2 separate regions of the Sus scrofa genome follow, and region 1 is linked to region 2. Evidence: chromatin contacts called from public Hi-C data. All regions are on one chromosome and are shown on one strand. Each heading gives the region's core, a stretch centred on a gene start, on an enhancer-like site or on the middle of the called end of the contact. The rest is flanking DNA. Distances are from core to core; before and after follow the strand shown.

Region 1 (6,412 bases), core at 3,057-5,556, 130 kb after region 2:
AGGAGACAATGGGCTGGCCGAACTGTGAGCTCTGAGAGAAGCATTTTTACCAGAGATAGAAAGAAGCCCTGAACAGTCTGGCAAAAGTTAAAACCCACTGTTTCTCCAGGAACTAGGAATGGGCAGAAGTTGAAGGCAGCAACAGGAGCCAGAGGCACCCTCCCAGCCAGCCTAAGGAAGTGCTTGCTGACCACAAGGGGAAGGCAAAGAAAGAACATGGGGAAAGGCTATTTTATGCTCTAAGTGCATGCTAAGCCAACTGAACAGACTTGTGCTTGCCGGAGGTGGGAGGGAGTGGGATGGACTGGGAATCCGGGGTTACTACAGGCAAACTCTTGGAATGGATAAGCAATAAGATCCTGCTACATAGCACTGGGAACTGTATCTAGTCACTTATGATGGAGCTTGATGGAGGATAATGTGAGAAAAACAATGTATATATGTATATGGGACTAGGTCACTTTGCTGTGTAGTAGAAAATTGACAGAGCACGGTAAACCAGCTATTTGGAAAAAATAAAAATCATTTTTGAAAAAAAGAAAAAACATCTGAAGCCACCTAGCTTCAGCTTGAATTTACAAAAGTAACTAAGGCCCTTTGAGGGGAGTAACTGCGTGTTGTGGTTTCAGAAAGTGCCTGCTGTGTTGGGATCATGCTGAGTGCAGTCAACAGAGGGAACGAAGTATAGCTGGCCCTTGAAACAACAGGGGTTTAAAATGCTCGGGTCCATTTACAGGTAGATTTTTTCCAGTAGTAAATACTACGTAGCAATATGTGATTCGCAGATGGTTGAATTGGAGGATGCTGTACCGTGGATATGCAGGAACCACGCGATAAGGAGGGCTGGCTATAAATTACAGGCGGATTTTCAACTGTGCAAAGCGTTGGCTCCCCCTGAGCCTCTGGGTTGTTCTAGGGTCAGTGTACTCACTACCAGAAGAGAGAAAGTGAGGAAAACCTGTGCACCCAGGGAAGAGGGTTTGAGATGAAAAGCCCACCCCCCATCCCTTTTTGATGATTCTGGGCAGTGGCAACAACAACAACAACTAATAACAATAATAATAATAATAATAATAATAACTGAGATGAGTGGCTATAGAAAATGAAACCTTCAGTGTGGGGGCTCTTTGGGAGAACTCAGACCAAAGGACATCTCACGTAGATTTGATCACCCCAAATATACCTTCGGTTTCGGTGGAGGTTGAAAAGTCACAAGCCTTCCAGGTAAGGTAAGTATGGAACCCACTGAGGGTAGAACAACTGGGTGTGGGGCATGCTGGCCAACGGGAAGGCGCCACAGAAGGGAATTCGCATTCGATTTTTTAAAAACACTGCCCTTGCCAAAGGAAACACAGAAGTTGGCCCCATTTCCATGTCACCAGTTTGCAAACACTGTTCTACATGATGTTAAAACATAAAACATGTTCACTGGCTTGAAGGCTAAGTGAAACATTTTGAGTTTAAAAAGTTTATATGAAAAGTCACTTTCATTTTTAAAGATGACCCCAATGGAAGAGAAAATGAACAGTCCTGATGTTTTTTTCCTCCACATATTGATAAAGGTGACATTTTAACTTTTACATGAGATGGTATCTTTTCCCCCTTGGGGGAAAGGAAGAAATATTCTTTGTCTCTGGATAAAGAGAAATATCCTTTATCTCTAGTAATAAGTGTGGTGTTTGAAACATGGTACAAACGGGCCTTAAATGTTTGTTGAATGAGTAAATGGGGTTAGAAGAAGAGCAAAGCACTAGCCTCTCTTTTTGAGGTTATAAAACTGAGGGAGTGGACCTCCATCTCTAAGCCTCCTCTCTCCCTTCAGGATTTATTTTTAACATCAAATGTCTTTGTAGGAGGCCAAAGCCCTCAGCAGTCAGACCTTCCTCATCTTATTTCTCCTGCAGGGAACGGAGAACACTGACAGCCTCCCAGGAACCGTTACTACAGATCTCACTGCCCAGGTGGCCTTGAAGCCACCTGAGTACTTTGCACTTTTGGGAATGCGGCACAGGAGTTTCAGAGATCATGCTGAAAACTCTTCTATCTCCCTGACTTCCCAGCTCTTGAGGACAAAGTGGAAGTGTCTGTCCCACAGAATCGTGAGGAGGAAGTAATACCTACATGTGAAAGGCTTACAGTAATGCTTGGCTCATAGGAAGTACTCCGTAAGCTGGGCATGTCATTAGCAATTAAAGGAATAGTGGTGCATAAATTTTTTTAATGGACCTCATTGGGGCAGGGGATGAGGTAGAACAAATCAAGAAGCTGAAGAAAAACAAAATGATTTCAATAGCTGCCTATTAATTGTTTTGGAAAAGGTGGACATGGGGAGTTCCCGTAGTGGCTCAGCCAGTAACCAACCCGACTAAGTACCCAGGAGGGTTCAATCCCTGGCCCTGCTCAGTGGGTTAAGGATCTGGTAGTTGCCCTGAGCTGTGGTGTAGGTCACAGTCAGGGTTCAGATCTTGGCATTGCTGTGGCACAGGCACAGGCGGGCGGGCGCAGCTTGGATTGGACCCCTAGCCTGGGACCTTCGGTATGGCCCTAAAAGGAAAAAAAAAAAAAAAAGTGAAGGTGGAAAAGTAACTAAATAAACTAAATTTTCTACATTTAAATACAAATCCTTATCTATACATGTATACATTTAGACATGCCTAGTCTAGGAGAACAGAACAGGAAATAGTGGTTACCTCCAGGCAGGACTTGACCTGGGAACAGCAGCCAGAGAAAGATTTTTCATATTTTTGCCATGTGTCTATATTAACGTACTAAAAATTTTCAATTCATTTTTTTAAGTGCTGCTAGTTTAAAATCGCTCCTAAGTTTTACTAAATTTGGATGAACTATGAAAATGACAGTGTCGGCTTTCAGTTTTTGACTATGGGAGCCCTGATACCGCCCCCTAGCGCCTGGTATCCACCACTGCAACTGTTCTATGCAGCTATACCTGGGCTCACTCTGAACCTCTTTGTCTCACCAGTGTTCACCAGGTTAATAGTATAAGCAGTTAACGCGTTAAGTAACTTAGCTGTTACCTACTCAGATACTCCAAAGCTTTCATGGTATAAAGTCTAGGCACTGTGAAGGATGCCTACATTACCTCATGCCTCAGTCTTGGTGGACAAGTGAAATAATAGATCATTTGAATTATAATATATGCATCCATCAACCTTCCTATTTTTTTTCCTACTTCAAACCTGACAATTACCTGAAGCAAAAGGACTTTTCTACTTCTCAGTTTCAACTGCACATAATTTTAGCAACAAAGTTTGTATTAATTCATCGTTTGCTACAGTAATTTCTTTCCTTGCATTTGTTAAAATAGAGGCTATTGTTCCACATACAAAAACTTCCTTATGTGCTTTTGTGTATTTGGACAACAGTTTCTGAACTCTATTTCATATTTTTAAATTGTTCTCTAGGGTACTTTCTATTATGTTGTACATTTTAAAAGCAATATTTTCATTATTTTAAAGTCAATGTATTTTCACTGTAAAGAGATTTCAGGAAAATACAGTAAAACACAATGAAGAAAATAAAAGACCTAACTCTACCATCAACAGATAACTGCTGTTAACATTTCTATTTCCTTCCAGTTTCTCAAATGCCTGTACATTTTTAGACAGTTTCACACTGAATGTTTGACATCGCTAAAGTACATTTCCACTGTCATATACAAAGGTGAAGTGTTTGTCTTTGTTAAATGTTGCAAAGATATTGATAGAAAGTACAAGGCATGTTTGGACTTAAGGGGAGAAGGTCATTTTGAACACATGCACTAATGCAGGGTCAGTATCAGACTTTTCTGTAAAGGCCATATTTTGTTCGAATCCATAACCACTGGACGTATAATCACAGAGGTCACACTTTAGGCTGAAGTTCTTCCAGGGCATGGCCTCCTCGTTCAAGAATCTTGTATCCTCGGCCTTTGACAAATATTTGGGCATTGGATGGCGTTTTTAGGGGCCTGGTCTGGCAACCTAAGTAATGGTAACAGGATCCCAGGCAAGGAGGAGTACATCAGGATTTCTCCTCGAGAAGAAAAGAGGGGTGGGCACAGGTAGAGCTGAAACCCGAGCAGATGGCAACCTACTTGTTTTTTTCTTCTTAACTTACTTCTGGACGAGTTCACCTATTTGCAAGAATAATCTCGATCACTCCCTCAGGAGGCCGATTCCAGAGGAGCCAGGATAAAAGGCTGGGGGGCGTGTTCCCTGCCGGAGGCCCGCGTTGGACCGCGGGGAGGCTGGGGAAACCTACCGCGTGAGAGCTGCAGGTATAAAGAGCTCCGCTGCCGCCGCTGGGCAGCTGCAGGCTTCGAAAGGGAAACCTCGTCGGTTCCAATCCAAATCCGTTTTCGAGTACCATCCGGACACCTCGAATATGGCTCCGGTTGGGGACAAAAAGGCCAAGAAGGTGAGTCTGCAGGGACCCGAGGGTGTCCTCGGTCCTGGCCGGCCGAGGCTCTGGGTTTTGACCCACCAGCGGGCATCCCAGCCTCGGCAAGCCCAGTGGGAGCCCTGCAACTTCGGCTGCGGGACCCCACGGCGCCTCTGAGCCCCTACTCCCGTTCCACGTCCAGAGCGCCCCCTAGAGCTATGTGACCCCGAACCCCAGGCGCCCGCCACCAAATCTCCGATTCTCCCAACGTCTTGAGACCCATACGCCAAGACCAGAGCACGCCTGCAAGATGCAGCTCCTAGACCCACAGGGACGACTTCCCTCCCCCATGGCAGTGGGACCCGGGGTCGCCCTGCTGCGCGCCAGGACCTCTCCGGGTCTGTGCCCGTGCCGCTGCACGCGCGCCCCTCAGTGCCCTGCGTGTGCCAGGCAGGGAAGCTCGCGCCCCGGCTCCGCTCCGACGGTTTCTGGCGGGCACCGCCGGTCTCCGGGCTCCCTACCTGCAGGGTCCTCGATGCGCCCACCAGCCCGCCCCGCTGCAGCGCTAAGGCTCTGGCATTGGTCGGGCGATGGTAAGTTTTCATCTGCAGCTGGGTTTCAGCGATAACAGAAAAATGCACCGTGTGGGCCTCGAAAAGATAGTTCTAGAAAAAAATGAGCATCGTGGCCGTAAAATATTGAGGTAGGGCTGTTAAGTTTTAAAAACAAAAGCCCAGTAGCAAGCCCACCCTACTCTTGGGACGAATGTTTTAAGTCCAGACTCTGGGCCTTCCTCTGGTTGTAGGGATGTAGGAGGCGGGACGGGTGGGGGTGGGAGGGTGGCGATGGATGGATAGACGCACTGATAATAGGACAATGGTTGGGAGGAGAGGAGAAGGACAACGGAGGAAGGAGGGAGTCTGCTTGGCCCTTGAGTGTCAAAGCACCCAGCCCCAACCCTGGCGGACCGAGGCCCAGGAAATGGCAGGGAAGAAGACCGGGCCAGGCCACCTGTTCCCCTTCAGCTGTAAGGACAGTGCAGGCAGACCCGGCTCTGAAATTCATTACCAACCATCCCTTTAGAAACGGACTGTACCTAGTTTCTAAAGGAATGACCATGCCTCAAATTAAAGAGATCTCCACACAAGGAAAAACAATTGATTAGGTGGATCCAATGACATACATCTACTAAAAGAACACTTGATGTAGATTGGAAAGGATGATTCCCATAGAGTTTTAAAAAAGTTTTTTTTTTTGGTTTGGCCACATTTTCATAGCCATAGATTCTAACCCACTCCCCAAACTCAAACTTAGAAAATCAAACATTTAAAAAGATTATTTTAACAACAGATGGACATAAGATGGGAAGGAAAAAAAGTTTCTTTGGTAACCTTATTTGCATGCTTTGTCACTGTTAAAACATGGATAATAACATGTCTATACTTTGTGTGTGTGTGTGTGTGTCTTTTTAGGGCCGCACCTCCAGCATATGGAGGTTCCCAGGTTAGGGGTCAGATCGGAGCTGTAGCTGCCAGCCTATACCACACCCACAGCAATGCAGGATCCAAGCTGCATCTGCGACCTACACTACAGCTCACCACAACCACCGATCCTTAACTCACTGAGCGAGGCCAGGGATCCAACCTGCATCCTCATGGATGCTAGTCAGATTCGTTTCCACTGAGCCACAACGGGAACTCCAATACGTCTATACTTCAATTAAAATTAAAATACATGTTACAAAACTAACATAGGTTTATTGTAAACAATTAGAAAAAATACTAAGAACAATGTCTGCTACATGTGGTTGTATATCATGCTCATTTACTGACTAGGCAAATATGTACTTTTTAAACAGAAATGGTTTGATATTACACATATTGTTTTGCAATACTTTTTCACAAACAGTACCTTGAGCATTTTCTCATAGCACATTCCACTTTTTTTTTTTTTTGTCTTTTTGCCATTTCTTGGGCCGCTCCCTCGGCATATAGCTCCCAGGCTAGGGGTCTAATCGGAGCTGTAGCCACCA
Region 2 (6,669 bases), core at 1,017-3,516:
GAAATCAACCTGGATAGGTTTCATTCCAGGGCTGCTGAGAACTTCAAAAATTCCTTTAATCTTCGATCGGGCAGTCCTAACCTATGACGCTGGGTTCACAGGGAACCATAATCGCTCCCACTGTGGGCTCGCCTTCATTTCAAAGCTCCCTCCAGCGTTCCTGGCTCCCCACCTCTCACTGCCCCACTCCGGGACTCGCTCCTGCTCCATCGTCCCCTTCAGGACCACTCCACAGAGTCCATTCTGACCTTTCTGCCTACCGGCTACCGGCCCCGCAACGAGCATCGGCCAAAATCCCCTTCACCCCGACCTTTAGAAAACGGAAGACAGAAAAACCACCCAGAGAGGTGGGGCGCCTGGAGATGAGGGGGCGCCCGGACACCGGGCATGCGCAGAGGCCGCCGCGAGCCTGGGAGGAGCTGCGACATCGCTGCGTGGGCGAGAAGCCGCCTCTTTGGGACTGATATCGGGGGACCGACCCCGACTGGCCTGTCGCCGCCTGGGTCTCGGGCCCCACTTCTAGGAAGCTCGCGGGCCGGGCAGGCCCGGATCGGAGCGGAGCGGGGCGGCCGAAGGAGGAGGGCCGCGGCCGGAGGCGGGGGCGGAGCCGGGCGCGGGGCCGGCGGGCCGCCGGGGGCGCTGCGTACCTGGTAGCGGCCGGTGAGCAGCTGGCTCCGCGATGGCGTGCACAGCGGCTGCGTGTAGTAGTTGTCCAGCAGCACTCCGCCGGCCGCCAGCGCGTCCAGGTGCGGCGTGCGGATTTCCGAGCCGTGGAAGCCCACGTCGTTCCAGCCCAGGTCGTCCGCCAGCACGAAGACGAGGTGAGGCGGCCGGCCGGCCCCAATGCTGGAACCGAGAGGAGGCAGCAGCAACAGCAGCAGCCCCAGCGGGAGGACGGTGGGGAGGAGCGGCCGCCGCTGCCCGGGGCCTCGGGGCCAACTCTCAGCGCCTCGCCGGCCCATCTTGCGTCGCCCGCGTTGCCCGCGCCTGTGGCGCCGCCAGCCTCGGGCACCACTTATAGAATCAGGAACTGAGCAGCCGGGGCTGCCCCGCCCCGGCACTGAACCTCACCCCCTGCGGGCCGTGGGCAGTAGAGGCCCAGCGCCGGAGACCCGCCGCCTCTAACCCCGGCCCGGGCCCGTGTGGCGGGGGAGGAGCCAGCGAGTAGAACTCGGGCAGCCTCGCAGCTGTGCTCCAGGGTAACTCCGTTGATGCTTGATAAGGGCCAAGGTCTCATCTTTCCAGCGATGCTCGTTGCCTCTTGGCATCCTAAAAGAGGAGCGAATTTGCTCTTTTTAGTAACTCTTCACAATTTACACAGCATTTTTGACAGCCCTTATCTCTTTAAATCTCACAACTCTGACGGCTCGGAATCATAATTTTGCCCCTCCCCCCCCCTTTTTTCCGGAGTAAACAAGCTTGGAGTTGCTTGGGCGTAACCCAGACCCAGTTCTGACTCCATATCTTGAGCTATAATGTTTTAAGAGTCGTGAAAGCATCGTTTCTAGCAGAATTGTTTCTAGCAAAAGAACCCAGCCTCGTGCATGTAGAACAATGAAGAGGCAGAGATCTGAATGGCGTTTCAGATTCCTTTAAGAATAGCATAGGCCTGCGAAGCCACTTCCTCCCCACTTAGCCAAAAGGGGCCAAGTACACACTCGGACTGCACGGTGCCGTTTTGAAGGTGCAGCTTTATAGTTAGGCTGCCCTTGGAGTGCTGTGTGGCCAGGGAGTAGCTCATTAGCTTGTCCAGATACGAGCCCTTTCAGAGTTGGCTCCCCCACAATGAAGTGGTGAACCAAAGTAGACTCATTTGCCTGAAACAGTCCCTGGATGGAAAGAAACATTCCTTTAGCCACATGCTCATTGAAGCATGGGAAGTTAGCCTCATGACCAGTGTATTCCCATTGCCAGCCAAGACTCTGCCTCCTCCCTCTATCTGGAGACAGACAATAACTGTTACTGGTTGTAGGGGAAGAAATTTTGCGCTCCTTTCAGGTTATCTGCTTCTGATTCCATGGGACTCATTGTACACATTTATAGGTTGTAGATAACTGAGAGCAATGGAAACTAATTCTTGTTTATACACATGCAAATTAATTCTATCCATTGGAATGACACCCTCGCCACTACCTTGGAAAAAAGTTTTGCCTCCACTTACACATTTATTTCATATTCCTGATCTGTTCCTTGGATTGTTCTTGGAACTGGTGTTAACACTCTGTTTCTTCGTTAATGAATTAAATAAAATCTTTGATGTATATTCATTTTATATGTGTATAAGGATCATGATTTTCTCATTTTTTGAAAATTATTCTCTAACATATGGAATGTTTCCTTCTTTACATACATAGAATTTTTTTTCTCTGCATGAAGTAAATTAATTTATGTTACAGCCACTTGTCATCTGTGGTGGAATCGATGAAATTTAGCAGGAGAAAAATTGGCATTAAGTAAAAAGAAATTTGTGTGTGTGTCTTTTTAGGGCCATACTGGTGACATGAAGGTTCCCACGGCAGGGATTGAATTGGAGCTGTAGCTGCTGGCCTACTCCACAGCTATAGCAAGGCGGGATCCATGCCTTATCTGTGACCTACACCACAGCTCACGGCAATACCAGATCCTTACCCACTGAACGAGGCCAGGGATCGAACCTGCGTCTTCAGGAATACTAGTCAGGTTAACCGCTGAGCCACAATGGGAATTCCAAAAAGAGAATGTTGAAGAGCTATTTGACTCTCATTAGGTTAAGGCTTGAAAATTTCCTTTAAAAACCATGTAAAAGATCTTTAAGGACAAAATTTTCCATGGTGGCCCTTGCCTGTCCCTCTTTCCATAACTGTTCCTCCCTACCCTTCAGGATAGAAATCAGATTGCCCAAACCATGGCTGGTAATCTGCAGGAACAATTCCTCCTTTGACCAACTGCTCCAGAAACTACTGAACTTGCACTGCACCTTCCGATGTCCTGAATTTTCAAATAAAAGCTTATGCTAAAAATGCTCTGGAAATGTGCAAATGAGTTAATTAAAAAGAGTTAATTCTATTTTTCATTTATGCATTGAACATCTTTGACGTGCAGTATAGTCTAGTTATTGTAAAATCTCTCCATTAGAGTTGTTGTTTCCTAATGATTAGGCGCAGGTTATGGGTTTATACAGAAATACTGCAAATATAACGTATTCTTGATGCTTCATATTAAGAGTCAGGTGTTGTTGATTTACTTTATTATTTGATAACTTAAGGTGGCCGTTTCCCCACTGTAAAGTTATTATTTCCCCCCTGTAATTAATAATTATTTTATGGGGAGGTACTTTGAGAGTATGCATATATTCTGTTATTCCTAAAACTTTCGCTTATTAGTTTTAACCTTCCCTGAGGCTTATTGCTTCAGTCATTATTAGGATGGTTCCCAAATGGTGATTATAGTGATTTTCTATCATTCTTTAAATAGATTTATTAGTTGTCTTTCTACTACTGTAAGGAAGAACTTTGCCTTCTTCCTCATGTGTTTGTTTATATCACTATGAACTCAAAGATTCTTAATTTAATCAGTATAATAATACATATTAATCATATCAGTGCTCAAATTTCCTCTGATTTGGCCAGTGGGAGCCCCTTCAGTCTAACTCTTGTGTCCTTGTGGCATGTTCTCTTTAATATTTGAGCACTCCCTTACTTTATGGTACAACAAGATATTCTAGATTCATCTTGGATTTTTTCTTCCCCAACCCTGGAATCAGCCACTTCTCCAAGGAACCCCTGACACCTCTTAGAGGAGGGTGGCCTCTAGAAACCAAGATCTGTGCTACAGGCTACTCTTGCTACTGGGCTGTCATTGCTGGTAGGATCTCTCACCAAAGATAGAAACTAGATGTATGTATACACATATACGCATACATTAGGTATTTACATATACACACCCATATTTTATAGGTACATAATTATAGATATAAAACCATGAGTTCCTAGTGAATACCTCCAATTCTGCTTTCCCCCTTTCCATATGCACATGGGTTGTACCAATTTTCATTAGCATTAGCCATTGAAAAGTACTATACTTTTTAATTTTTGCCAATCCGATGAGAGAAATGGAATCTCCGTACAGTTTTTAATTGTTTTTGTATTTCTCTTGTAAGGTTAAACATCTTTTCATATGTTGAAGAGACATTTTTACAACATTTTTGTGAACTGTCTGTGTCATTTCCAATTGGGTTTTTGGTCTTTGCCCCTGAATTTAAGATATATATATATATATATATATATATATATATATAATTTTATTTTAATAGTTACGGGTACACCTGCAGAATATGAAAGTTCCCAGGCTAGGAGTTGAATCGGAGCTGTAGCTGAGGCCTATACCACAGCCACGGCAATACCGAACCCAAGTCATATCTTTGGCCTATGCCAGCAGCTTGCAGCAACACCGGATCCTTAACCCCCTGAGCAACACCAGGGATCGAATCTGCATTCTCACAGAGACTATGTTGTGTTCTTAACCCACTGAGCCACAATGGGAACGCCAAGAGTTCTTTATATACTAGATATGTTACCTCTTTGCAATTTATATCACAAATATTTTCTCCCAGTTTTTCAATTGTCAAATATTTTTTATGGTATTTTTCTGACATGCCAAAGTTATTTTTTTATGTAGGCAAGTTTATCAATACTCTCTTGTTGTACTACACCTGGATTTGAGTCATAGACTTTCCTTACACTAATGTGAAAGTAAAATTCACACTTTTTTTTTTTCTAGTACTTGCATGCTCTAGTTTCTACATTTAGATCCCTGACCCACTGGCATTTATTTTTGTATATGCTGTGAAATAGGGATCTAATTTTATCTTATTTCCAAATGGTTACTCAGTTATTCTACCACCACTCATAAAAAGAATAAGCCCATCATTGCCCTAGTGATATGAGATGCCACCTTTATCAGATGTGCAATTTCCATATACTCTTAAATCTATTTCTGGGTTTTCTATTCTATTCCACTGGCCTACCTGTTGACTCATGCACTCAGTACCACACTATTGCAGTGGCGGAGGGTTTGCAATATGTTTTATAGTGTCATAGAGACAATGACTCCTTAGAATTTTTAATGTTTAATATTTTCCTGACTTTTCCTGAATTTTTTATATAAACTTTAACATGTCCAAATCACAACTACTGAAATTAAAACTGTGATTTAAAAACTTCCAACAAACAAAAGTCTAGGACCAGATGGCTTCACAGAATTCTATCACACATTTAGAGGAGAGCTAACACCTCTCCTTCTGAAACTATTCCAGAAAATTGCAGAGGAGGGGACACTCCCAAACTCATTCTATGAGGCCATCATGACCCTGATACCAAAACCAGACAAAGGTAACACAAAAAAAGAAAATTGTAGGCCAATTTCACTGATTAACATTGATGCAAAAATCCTCAACAAAATACTAGCAAACCAAATTCAACAATATATCAAAAGGATTGTACATCATGATCAAGTGGGATTTATCCCAAGGATGCAAGGGTTCTTCAATATCCACAAATCCATCAGTGTGATACACCACATTAAAAAACTGAAGAATAAAAACCATATGGTCCTCTCCATAGATGCAGACAAAGCCTCTGACAAAATCCAACACCCATTTCTGACAAAAACCCTTCGGAAAGTGGGCTTAGTGGCAACCTACTCCAACATAAAAAAGGCCATATATGACAGACCCACAGCTAACATCATTCTCAATGGTGAAAAGCTAAAAGAATTCCTCCTGAGATCAGGAACAAGACAATGGTGTCCATTTTTGCCACTACTCTCCAACACAGTTTTGGAAGTCCCAGCCACAGCAATCAGAGAAGTAAAAGAGATAAAAGGAATCCACATTGGAAAGGAAGAAGTAAAACCATCACTATTTACAGATGACATGGTTCTATAACTAGAGAATCCTAAAGACTCTACCAGAAAACTGTTAGAGCTCATCAATGATCTTGGCAAAGTCACAGGATACAAAATTAATACACAGAAATAGATCGCATTTCTATATACTAACAATGGAATATCAGAAACAAAAATTATGGAAACAATCCCATTTACCATCACATCAAAAAGAATAAAATACTTAGGAATAAGGCTACCTAAAGAGACATAAGATCCGTACTCTGAAAACTATAAGATGCTGATGAAAGAAATCAAAGATGACATAAACAGATGGAAAGACATACCATGCTCTTGAACTGGAAGAGTCAATATTATCAAAATGAATATACTACTCAAGGCACTCTACAGATTCAATGCAATCCCTATCAAATTACCAAGAACATTTTTCACAGAACTAGAACAATGGGGTTGGGGGGATAAGCTGTAGCAGCCCAGAGGCACACTTGGGGAGCCTTGTGGAAGGCGGAAGCCTGGCTAAGCAGACCCCAAGAAGTGACCTCACTTCCCTGGCAATAGAGCCCCCAACAGAACTTGGAACGTGGATAGCCAGGCACCCACTTCTCTAGGAGAGGACAGAGGAAGGATCAACTTGCTCTGCTGCATCCCATTCTCCCAAGGCCGAGGCCACAGGAGAGGGTGCAGCAGAGATGATGTCTGTGAAACCAGCAGAAAATGGATCAGAACTCAGGGCAGATGCCTATGGGCCTTTTCCTGCAGGGACCCAGAGGTAACACAGGGAGAGGG

What was found. Hi-C and Micro-C count contacts between places; a contact is called where the count stands out from the background.
Region 1: a Hi-C map of liver shows a contact between it and region 2, with 3 times the contacts expected there. The contact joins the promoter of BHMT here to the promoter of ARSB in region 2. A contact is called at or near these places in 2 of 5 promoter capture datasets (fetal liver and liver) and 1 of 47 Hi-C or Micro-C datasets (liver).

What each region holds. Positions count from the first base shown.
Region 1 is chr2:87,906,787-87,913,198 of Sscrofa11.1, forward strand. It overlaps BHMT (betaine--homocysteine S-methyltransferase), which reads left to right and starts at 4,307. Exons shown (of 8, transcript NM_001200042.1): 1 at 4,307-4,416. The coding sequence starts at 4,384.
Region 2 is chr2:87,777,287-87,783,955 of Sscrofa11.1, forward strand. ARSB (arylsulfatase B) reads right to left here and starts at 2,267. Exons shown (of 8, transcript XM_021084478.1): 1 at 648-2,267. The coding sequence starts at 962. It overlaps LOC110259405 (a long non-coding RNA gene), which reads left to right. Exons shown (of 2, transcript XR_002341753.1): 1 at 1-821; 2 at 2,486-3,062.